Linked DNA regions of Triticum aestivum: region 1 is linked to region 2. A link is a contact called in public Hi-C data. All regions are on one chromosome and are shown on one strand. Each heading gives the region's core, a stretch centred on a gene start, on an enhancer-like site or on the middle of the called end of the contact. The rest is flanking DNA. Distances are from core to core; before and after follow the strand shown.

Region 1 (6,097 bases), core at 3,396-5,895, 590 kb before region 2:
AATTAGGAAAAGCAAGGATTAATAGGATTAATTAAATCCTAACACTCCCCCTAATCCATGCTTGTTAGTGTAAGTATTATCATCTTGAAAAAGCTCCTCCAAAAACCCTGTGGGAAAAATATGAGGAGATAGGTGTTTGATATGTTGCTAAAACTCCTTCAAATCCTAGTGGAAAAAATAAGGAGAAAATGGCACAACATATAATGGTCATTGTCTCTTTTAACTCAATACGAGAAAACTCATAGAGTTTAGAGGACAATAAATATGTCATATATACTTTCCCAAAAACCCCGGTGGGGAAAACAGAAAGTATGACATATGATCTCATGTTGATATTACCTCATTAAAAACCTTTATGAGAACCTGTAAAGTAAACTCATGAAGGGAAAAAGAGTATAATATGATGTATTGAACATGAACAATTCAGAAAAATACTCCCCCTGAGTCTTGCAAAATTCGAAGCCGTCACATACCGAAACATAGAAGTTGGTAGAGACCCGCTGAACAAATCAGTCGCATGATTCGACTTGCAAGATATGCAATATAGTGATATTGCTTATTATGTAACCTGTTTGCATCCGGGCAACACAAGAAACATTATCGTTGAGATAATGGTTGGTGGATGTAGCCATGAGGTCTGTTTCGAAGACTCTTCATGAGAGGGCTACCACACCTAGTAGGAACACTAAGCTTGTCTATGATCTGACATAGTGGGGATCTGATCGATGTATCCAATAATATAGGTGTTCACATTTCTGTGAAACTGAAAAACCAGGACAAGAAGTTCGATGCCTTGGAGATATCGAAAGATATTCTTGAGTACCAATCAATTGTGTTTGGTGGATCCAATGGCATTATGGAACGTTGAGTCCCAATATTTCATTTCCATCATCTCTTGGTCTAAATAGATCTTTCTCTACGTCTAGAGAATGAACTACCATGAGAATTATGGATGGATAATATTTGTCCACAATGAATTTCTCCAATATATTTTGGATATAGACAACATAGTGTACCAAAATGTATGAGTGAAGGTGCTCCAGTTGTAGTAACGAGCGGTATTTTGGTTTACCCAAATCCTTCATTTAAACTCCGTCATTTAGATGATTACATGTATTGTCATTGCAGGAGTAATCACTGTGTATGACAGACAAACATGGATAACCATCATTGTAGGAGTAATCCTCGTGTAAAGGAACTCACTAAGTCGGTTGTACCAAATGTAACGACAATAATAAGTCATATGGTGACTTACTAATTTTTACACAATGTATGTTGCATTTTGTATTTCGATTCAGAATTGAGATTCCATTAGAAATCAATCATATATGTCTGAATATAGTGAACCACATGGATATGCGATCACTACATCTATCAACTGCAGAGATAGATGATTTTGTACTGCCAATGATATAAGTTATCGGAAAGAGATTCCACCTCTGGAGAATAGTTGGGTATCTGCGTGAACCCTTGTGCTACAATACTTGCTCTTTGTTTCACCACCTGGTTGTTCTCAATTCTGTTTCTAGAAGAAAACTTGTGTAGGTATTGCTTATGAATACCTTCCTATTATTGAGCAAGATCATTTCTACCTAGATTATACCCTTTGCTTGAGTTCAGTCCTAGTGTTGTTCACACTTTACCATGGCCATGGTCTTTGGATCTGAATCATTTGAAAGGTTTTGCAATTTAGTTGAGAAATGTATGTCGACAATTGTAGACTTCCGGTTATATGATTCTCCAGAATCTATATATCAATATATAGTTGATGGAAATATCGTTACCCATGGTGACTGCTCGCGATTTCCCAATGCGATCGAGTCGGGTATTCCGATGTCCCGGTCATTGTGTGCACTATGACCTGGGTTGGTGGAGGTTTCCCGTCCACTGGGTGTATACTATCCATTAGGTGTATGTCAACGTGAAGTTGACTTGCATTTACTGATTCACAGGCCTTGATATCCTTGATGTACTATTGACGTACTTCTCCCCATGTTGCTTTGAACGGAGAGTTGAGAGTGGTTTTAGTTGGTACTCCACTCTTTCAGGCATGTTTTTCAGGATTGTAGGATTGTATGACACCTTTATAGTCAGTAAATGAATCTGGCAGGTTATTTGCAATGTGTTGCAAATCTTTTGAACGCATGGTTCAGATCTTTGAGTAACGTGGATTTGAGGCAGAGATATGTTTGAACATTCCACTAATTTCCTGGCATTCTTTACGGTACTTGAAATCCCCCCTAATGCCTGGAAATGTTCCTCACTGAATCAACATACTGGCCTTGAATAACTCCCCATGCGAGGGGCTTGAGGTATTGACGGAAATACAGTTATTCCTCACATAGATCCCAACTATATGTTGAGGGGCCAATGATGTATGCCGGAGTGGTGATATCGGTATGCAACCGCATTACTGCAGATGGGAAATACTTGGTAGATTTCCACGTATCAAAGACAGAGGGGAATAATATTATGCAGTTTGGTCATGAGCGTGTAAAACTACATGACTCCAACGTAAAGTTGGTAAGTTGCAATTCCAAAATAAAGATAATGCAATGAGCTTAACTCTTTGGATATGATTCTACCAAACCATTTTGAGTCTAGACATTAGGACAAATTGCTAAACTTCAATCCAAAGGCCATAGAGAATGCCTTCAAGGAGAATTATGCAATGTTACCCATTCGATTTGCTTGAAATCGATATCAGGATAATGAGCCAATGGTTTCGTGTGAATAAAGCACACACTTAAGACCATCATGTAGATATGTCTTTTAGAACCATGGAATACCTGAATAGTCTACTTAATGGCTGGGAAGAGCCACTTACCTCGACTTGATGCATTCAAGGAGTCTGAGTGGTTCATCGTAGAATTTAAGGTGTGCAAGCTTTAAAATTAGCTTTCCTGTGTCACTTGTAGTGCACATGAAATCCAAATGTTATTAGAATTTAGCATCATAATAATCATAAACTATTGGAATTGTTGTTAGTTTCTGTTTCAACCCAATGTCTCGATGACCAAGGCGAGTATGCCAAGTTTGTCATGTACAAGACACTCTGGAAAACTATCTCGTACACAACATGTGCTACGGGTTGTGTCATATGTGTAGTACAATCCAGATGATACACATAGAATGTGCTTGCCATATCCGTTGCATATGGTAAAGAGAAGTTATTCCTCTTTGTTGTCATCATAAGTTTCGCTATGGAAACTATTTTGACGGATACCTCCATAGTTTAGTAGGGTACGAGTGAAACCTGAGAAGCATAAAGCATCTCGACGTTACTCGAGTACCCACAGGGATAGTAAATATGACTCGAGTTGAGCCAACAAATACCTCATCGCGTCTAGCGATTTTAAAATATCTCCTTTCTCTCAATGAGAGTGGAAACATTGAACTTCCCTAAGTATAGAGATTGTAGTGCATATGTCCACAAGGCACATATCATTTTTCATCGGATTGACTCCCGTAGAAATCTATATATAGACATGAAGATTCTCAATATGAAAATCACTGTCAGATATATAGACATACAAATGTATTTGTACCGAAGTGCTGATACAATATATTGTGATATACAATATATGACGATGACAACAATACTTATGTTGTTGTTACAACATCATAAATGTACATTAATTATATTGACCACTCGGGAGATTGAAAGACTATTCATAGTCTCCAAACATGTCGGCTGAGGCATATTCAACCATCACATTCTCCATGCTGATAGGGTCCCGTCACAGCTGGTGATGTCAGATTGAAGGTTGAAGTAAGATTCAAACCTTTGCCCATGAGGTTCATTGTACCCCAGGAATTGCTGATACAGAATAATCAGATGCCGAGATCTGAATCTACTGCCTTATGATATATAAGACATCATTTTCTGTTAGCGGTGTGATCCTGACCAGAGGCAGTATCCCACGGGACACAAAAGCGGTCATGATGTCCATGGCCCAGATAGGGTAGTGGTGGCCATTGAGAGCGAATGCCTCAAATTCTATAGCCATATTTTACCGCCATGGGTAAACCAGAGATAATTAATTTACAACTAGTAAATTAAGGACCGTCATGGTTGATGTTGTAATGAACTTAGCAAAATCAATGGGTATTTCAAGAAGTTATTTTGAAACCATTAGCGTGAACCTCAAATTGCTAAATATGACACCTTGAAGATAATCTCCAAAATGGAGTAGATCTCGCAACACTAGAGAGTATAATCTGATGAAATCAGTAGATACTCACTCGTAATGTCTTATGTCATGACTTAGTAAAATGTGTGGGAGAGCACTTTGTAAAGCAATTATAATGTCAAAATGACAAAATATAGGCTTTAACAGTAGTCATTGATAATCTGCAAAGGCATTGGATCTATATGACTACCTTGTGATCCCAATACATCAATTTGAAGAAATCACTTTGAATTTTGCATTCTTATTTGCAAGAAATTAAAAATCTCAATTGCAAATAGACGTATTAATCTCGACATGTAGCGAACATGGAGATACATACATTCCAGAATACATCGTACTCAACAGAAATACACCATTATCATAATGAATAGTAATGATGTTGCAATCTTGATGTTCAAGTGAAAAACTTGAATTATATAGACCTCAAATTAAATGAGATGATGTTGTATCAAGTTGCAAGATAATTCAGCAAAGTGAATTAATATTTTGCGAGAGGAAATTAATCTCAATCGCAATGAAATTGTTTTGCGAGAAAAGAAAATTTTCAATCGCAAATCAGTACTGTTATGCGAGAAAACTTAAACTTAATTTCAATCGCAAAACAATGACGTTGTACAGTAATACCTTGATGGGAAAACTGAAAAACAACGAAGAGATAAGCACCATCGGCTTTCTCTGTGTGGTTACGAATCAAAGACTCGTTTTGGCTTTGTACACCACTACACCGCCGGTACGTAGAGTACGTTGGCGCCGGGTCGTTGCTCCGGCCGTGGTGAGCCGGTGGAAGCCGGGGAAGATGCTGCGGGCGATGCCGGAGGGGCCATGCTGGCCATGCAGGATGGAGCAGCCGTTCCAAACGCCGGCCGTTGGCCGAGATGTGCTCGCGCTGTGCACTGGCCTGCCGGAGGCAGTATCGCCTTTGCGCCTCGAGTTGGAGACCGGGGAGCGTAGCCGGTGCGCCCGCGAGAATGAGCCTGCCGCGCCATGGCCGAGCGGAGAGAACCGCATCGGCCGCTGGCCGCTTGTGCCATCGGGCTGCGAGCCGCGCCGGAGGAGGGCTGCGTGCTGCGCGCTGCGCCGCGAACGGTTGGGAACGACGCGCTATGGTCGCTGGCCGCTGTCTCCACATCGGAGCCGTGGGCCACAGCCGCCTCCTCCTTGGTTTGGTTGTCTCCGGACGCCGGCCGAGGCCGCGCCGTCTGAGCACTTCACCTCACAGCGAACGGGACGCCGCGGGGTCGAGGCCGCGTCAAAACCGAGGGCTGCAAGCGCACTGGGCACCGCCTCCACGCCGGGATTCGCGGTGGTCGGCGAGGGCGACGCCGGCCGTGAAGACGCCACAGCGTTGCTGCACAGGGAGGCGGTTGGCATGGAAGGCGTCATCAACCACCGCCGATCCGCGTCTTTGGCCGCGCCGCGCCGCTGCGCTAGTCTGCGGCCTGCCCCGCTTCTCTTCGCACGGTTGTTCCATCTTTCCTGTGTTCTGTTATGATCAATTTCAATAAAGAAATTCCCGTAGGCCATTCATGAGAACATAATCGATTGCCGATCTTAATCACAAGAAGACAATAGAATTAACTTCTCCCTGGTCGATTCCGTGTAGGGATGCATGCATGCGGATGCCCGTCTTTGCTTCCTCCAGGTTCATGCGTAACCGCCCACCACGGCATGGCCTTTAGAGAAGCTGAGTCAAAGGGGCGCCGGCGCGCGAGCGGCAGAGATAGCCGCTACTTCGATGGATGGATGCAGGGAGCGGCCGGACTTTGATTCCCGGTACTTGAGCGGCCGGACCAGCGCCAGCGCCATCGCTGGGCAGATTCGACGAAGCGCAGTTGATTGGATACTTCTTACTCTGGATTTCTTAATCACAAGAAGACAACCAAAATTGACATCTGATGATTACT
Region 2 (4,183 bases), core at 687-3,186:
CGCCTCTTGCCCCGTCGCCGCCCTGCCTCGGTTCGCTGCCCTGCCTCGGTTCGTTGCAACGGTGCCTCCAATCGCCGGACAGACCCTCTCCTGAGCCTCGTTGCAGCGGTGCAACATGGACTTATAAGTCTCGGGACTTATAAGTCCCTGTAAACAAACAGGTAGGGACTTATGACTTATAAGTTGGGACTTAAAAAAGTCATAGGACTTATGAAACAAACAGGGCCATAGACACTTCTTTCCTCTCAAAACTCTTTTCTCTTTCACTCTCAAAGAGTGCAGGATATGTGCTGAAAACGATCGCTGGACTGAAGAGAGTGCAGGATCAGTGCTATGCCCATCAACCTGGGGTCCGGCTGCGCGACAAGCGAAGCCCCAAGCCGACGACTGGTTCATGCCCCGGGCTTGGCCGTATCTTTCCGTCAGACGAAAGCCAAACTGCGTGCGTGTGGTGTTCGGCTGGATGCGTCCATGCGTGCCTCTCTTTTCCCGAAAAAGAGAAAATGTTTCCATTTCCCGTTCCCATGTCCCGTCTTCTCCTTATCTCGTGCTTATCTTGGCGAGCCCGCATATATACATGGAAAAAGGAATCGCGGGCAGGTTGGCACTTTCCACTCCTGTATTCACGCGGGATTCCCGGCCTTTTAACCTAGCATAGCACAGGGCACGCACAGCGCAGGTACCAGGTCCTATGGCCGTAGGAGCACCCAGGGCTACGGATCACATGCCGGATTTCGCCATTGTCGCTTCCTTTCCAGGGAAGGAAAAGGCATCCCAAAACGAGCAGGGGAATCACCGGACGCGCGCCCCTAATCACGGCCACGATGCCAAATATGCGTATGGGGTATGGTAACCCCGGCTGGATCGAACGGAAAGAGTTGATGGCACGGTGCTTGCGGTTGCAGAGGGGGACGCGGTGCACCGTGCTTGGGGTGGGTCGGTGTTGCGGGGTGGAGGCGGGGCAGGCAAAAGCGCCGGTTGGGGTCGAGCTTTGCCTCACCGGCACGCAAGCTCCCTCCCATCCGTGTGGTGTGACCCCGCGTTCCCCTCCCTGCAAACCCGGGCTCGGGCTCGCGCACGCAGCCACCACCCCCACCCCCACCCTGACCGACCGTCTCCTCCCATTCCTGCACCTCACCTCGCCTCCTCGCCCTTTTTCTCGCCTACTACTGCCGAGTGCACCCCTACTACTGACTGAACCCCCTTCGGCGCTTCCCTCCACTTCCCCGGCGACCGGTGGCGCCAGGACCGACGGAGCAGGCGAGGGTTCCGGTCTGCTCCTCCTCTGCTGCCCCCGATTCCGTCCTGCTCTGCTCTCTTCTCCTCCTTGATTGTGCTGGTTTGCTCGCTTCTTTCTTCAGTACCTCGCGATGGTTCTCTACTCTTCTCTTTTGATTGATTGTGCGATCTGGGGAGGAGGGAGGGATGCCCCCGAGATCCTGCAATCTTTCGTTTTCTTTCTGGCCTTGTGGAGTTATTATCATGATGCGATGATACTCTTTGCCCCCATAATGCTTTTCCCCCCTCTCTCCTGCGGTGTGATGTTCTTGCGTGCTTTGTCTCGTTTTGTCTGTTGCTGGGTTTGGTCGTGTCGTGGGTCCATTGGCCCGACCATGGCGTCACTCCTGCACTGATTGGAGTGCCTGGGTTTTGTATTGTACTACTACATAAACAACTCACTGGGGCCGACGAACATGAGTTCTTCTTAATTAAAGGGAAAAGGGGAACAAGAAATCAACCAAGTGGGGAAAAAAGTTCCTCCTGTCCAAGATTATCATGTTCTTCACTTTCATGCATATGTCGTTCATGCGCATGCCTTGATTTACCTCTGTTATCCGCCTAATTGCGTCATCTTTCTTTCTAGCTGTTGGTTCCAAATCCAATGGCGTTTCATGCTTTTCAGGTGCCATCTCTGTGGGCGGATTAGATTAGAAGATGGTTCTCAAGAAGCTGCTTCAACTCTTTGGAGTTGGCAAGAAAAAGAAGAAGAATTCCAACAAGAAAGGTGATGATGTACCTTCAATAGTTAACTTGGTTGTTTTGTCAGTCGGGGGTGCATCACATGATCACTGGATGCTCCTTGCCCTCTTTAAAACAATAACCATGTTTCCTTTTTTGGATAATGATGATGCATGTGTGTGTTCTTGATGAAACTGCATACCAATGGGACAGTCGTAATTTGTTGGAATAACAGAATAATTAGAGGCTGTTGAATGGTCCAGATAGTTATGTCAGGATGTTTTATACACTTATTTGTCTTGATTGTGTTGGAGCTACTGAAGTACGATATCATCGATAGAATCTGAATGCTACTGTATTTTAGTTGGATATAAACTGGCATATGAATGCATGTCTGTGATGCTCAACGATGTTTTGGAGTTTGTTATATCAAACCAATTATTTGTTGGAAAAACATTTTATAGAACTTGTTATTTCCCTGAATGTTCTAATGAATGGTTCTATTTATGCAGGCAAGTCCATAGACCCTCTTTGGCAAGGTAGCTTCGGATGACCAATGTTAATTTTTGAAATGTTCTGTTTGTTCCTCCTGATTGGTTTTTTATTTTTACTTTAAATGGCATCTGATAGTATCTGAGAAATATCTATTACAATTTATTTTTCACTTGCAGTACTGATTACAGCCCTCAAATGGGTATCTGAGTTGTGACTCTTTACTATAAAATACTTATGCCATTCTTACTACATGCAAAAGAAGATGCGCAATGCAGCTACTTCAGTGGTTGTACTTCCATTATCTGAAAAAAAATGCAGCCTCTTAGAAATATAGGAGTCTGTATCACCGGTTTAAGGAAGCAATTAGTTTAGTCTCTGTGTAAACAAGGGCTGGATGTCAGGGATATACTACATGTATGGTGTTCGTGCTTGAGGGAATTACAACTATTAGCTTAATGTTATGTAGATTTTACATTGTACCATTCCTTTAAAATGGCATCCTGCTTTCACTGAATTTAACATGACAATTAGCTGGCTTTCATTAGGAATGGGAGCAGGCATTAATGAAATGGCAGTAACCTGTCGTTGAACTCATGAAGATTTCAGACCAATTTTAATGAAACCTTGATGTTAGGGCTCCCAGCAAAGAAATACTTTACTTTGCAATTGGCAGGGATAGCACCATTAAGAAAGCTGATAACCAGCTACTGGTAATTTTTGGCGTGTGTCTTTTATCCTTGATGATGGGCAATCCATGTGATGGAGGAACCACATAGGCATTGTTGCTTTGCTCCCCAACAAGATGAGTGATCTTGGCTGCATTAGATGGGATCCCATCCTGTACAGGCTTGTTCTTCTTCCAAATTAAAATGCCGTAGTTGCTAGTGCCTGTTGGAGTTTCTCCCCCTCTGTATCTGTCCTAAACTCTAAAAGTATGTACATATGTGGTGATAACATTCATACTTAGGTCATAATCTTCTGGATTCAGGTGCTAGTGCTGCTCCACACTCCACTGTAAATGTCCTTGCAAGTAACATTCTTTTGGATCCCTGTTCAAGTGGGTCTGGTAATGTGCTGTCACTGCAAAAACATGAACCTGAATGTTCAAGTAACATCTCATCGATGATAAAGGCAGCAGATGGATCTGAAAATGAGGATCACAAGTTATTTAACCAATTTGACGTTGTTCAAGATTACTCTGACCACCACTATGCAAAGACCTCACCAGGGAAGGTATGCTATGTCCTTTTTTGAACTCTATCTCTATTAGGTTTAACTGTGAATTAATTTCCTGCCACCAATATGTGAGCAGATGAGCAAAGATTGGACGAAAACAATCCAAAATGAATGGAAGCTTCTACAGAGAGATCTACCTGGTCGGTACATATATTTCTTTATGATGAAATCAATTATATATTTTTTATCATCGAACTATCATGACATTGACGGTGAATACCGAAAGCATCCAAAGGTCCTTTATTATTGTCATCAAACTGTTGTTTGTGCTGATTATATCTTATTAATTTTACCTGCTAAATATAGTATGCTAAATATTTGTTGACTTCAACGTAGTATCATATTCACAACACCGTATCTGAACTTTATTAGGATATGCTCATTGATTCTTCTAACTTGATTGAGTTGTGCGTGCTTTTACTAAAAAATTCCTTGGTGCCATTTTTGTATGTACTCCCTCTGTAAAGAAATATAAGAGTGTTTAGATCACTAA

What was found. A called contact is a pair of places that touch in the nucleus more often than the background predicts.
Region 1: a Hi-C map of leaf shows a contact between it and region 2, with 5 times the contacts expected there. The contact joins the promoter of LOC123069381 here to the promoter of LOC123069379 in region 2. A contact is called at or near these places in 2 of 5 Hi-C or Micro-C datasets (both in leaf).

The regions. Positions count from the first base shown.
Region 1 is chr3B:206,957,239-206,963,335 of IWGSC CS RefSeq v2.1, reverse strand. It overlaps LOC123069381, which reads left to right and starts at 4,645. Exons shown (of 2, transcript XM_044492233.1): 1 at 4,645-5,654; 2 at 5,797-6,097. The coding sequence starts at 4,708. The coding sequence ends at 5,872.
Region 2 is chr3B:206,366,749-206,370,931 of IWGSC CS RefSeq v2.1, reverse strand. LOC123069379 (putative ubiquitin-conjugating enzyme E2 38) reads left to right here and starts at 1,936. Exons shown (of 7, transcript XM_044492229.1): 1 at 1,936-2,005; 2 at 2,472-2,498; 3 at 3,443-3,687; 4 at 3,767-3,830. The coding sequence starts at 1,936.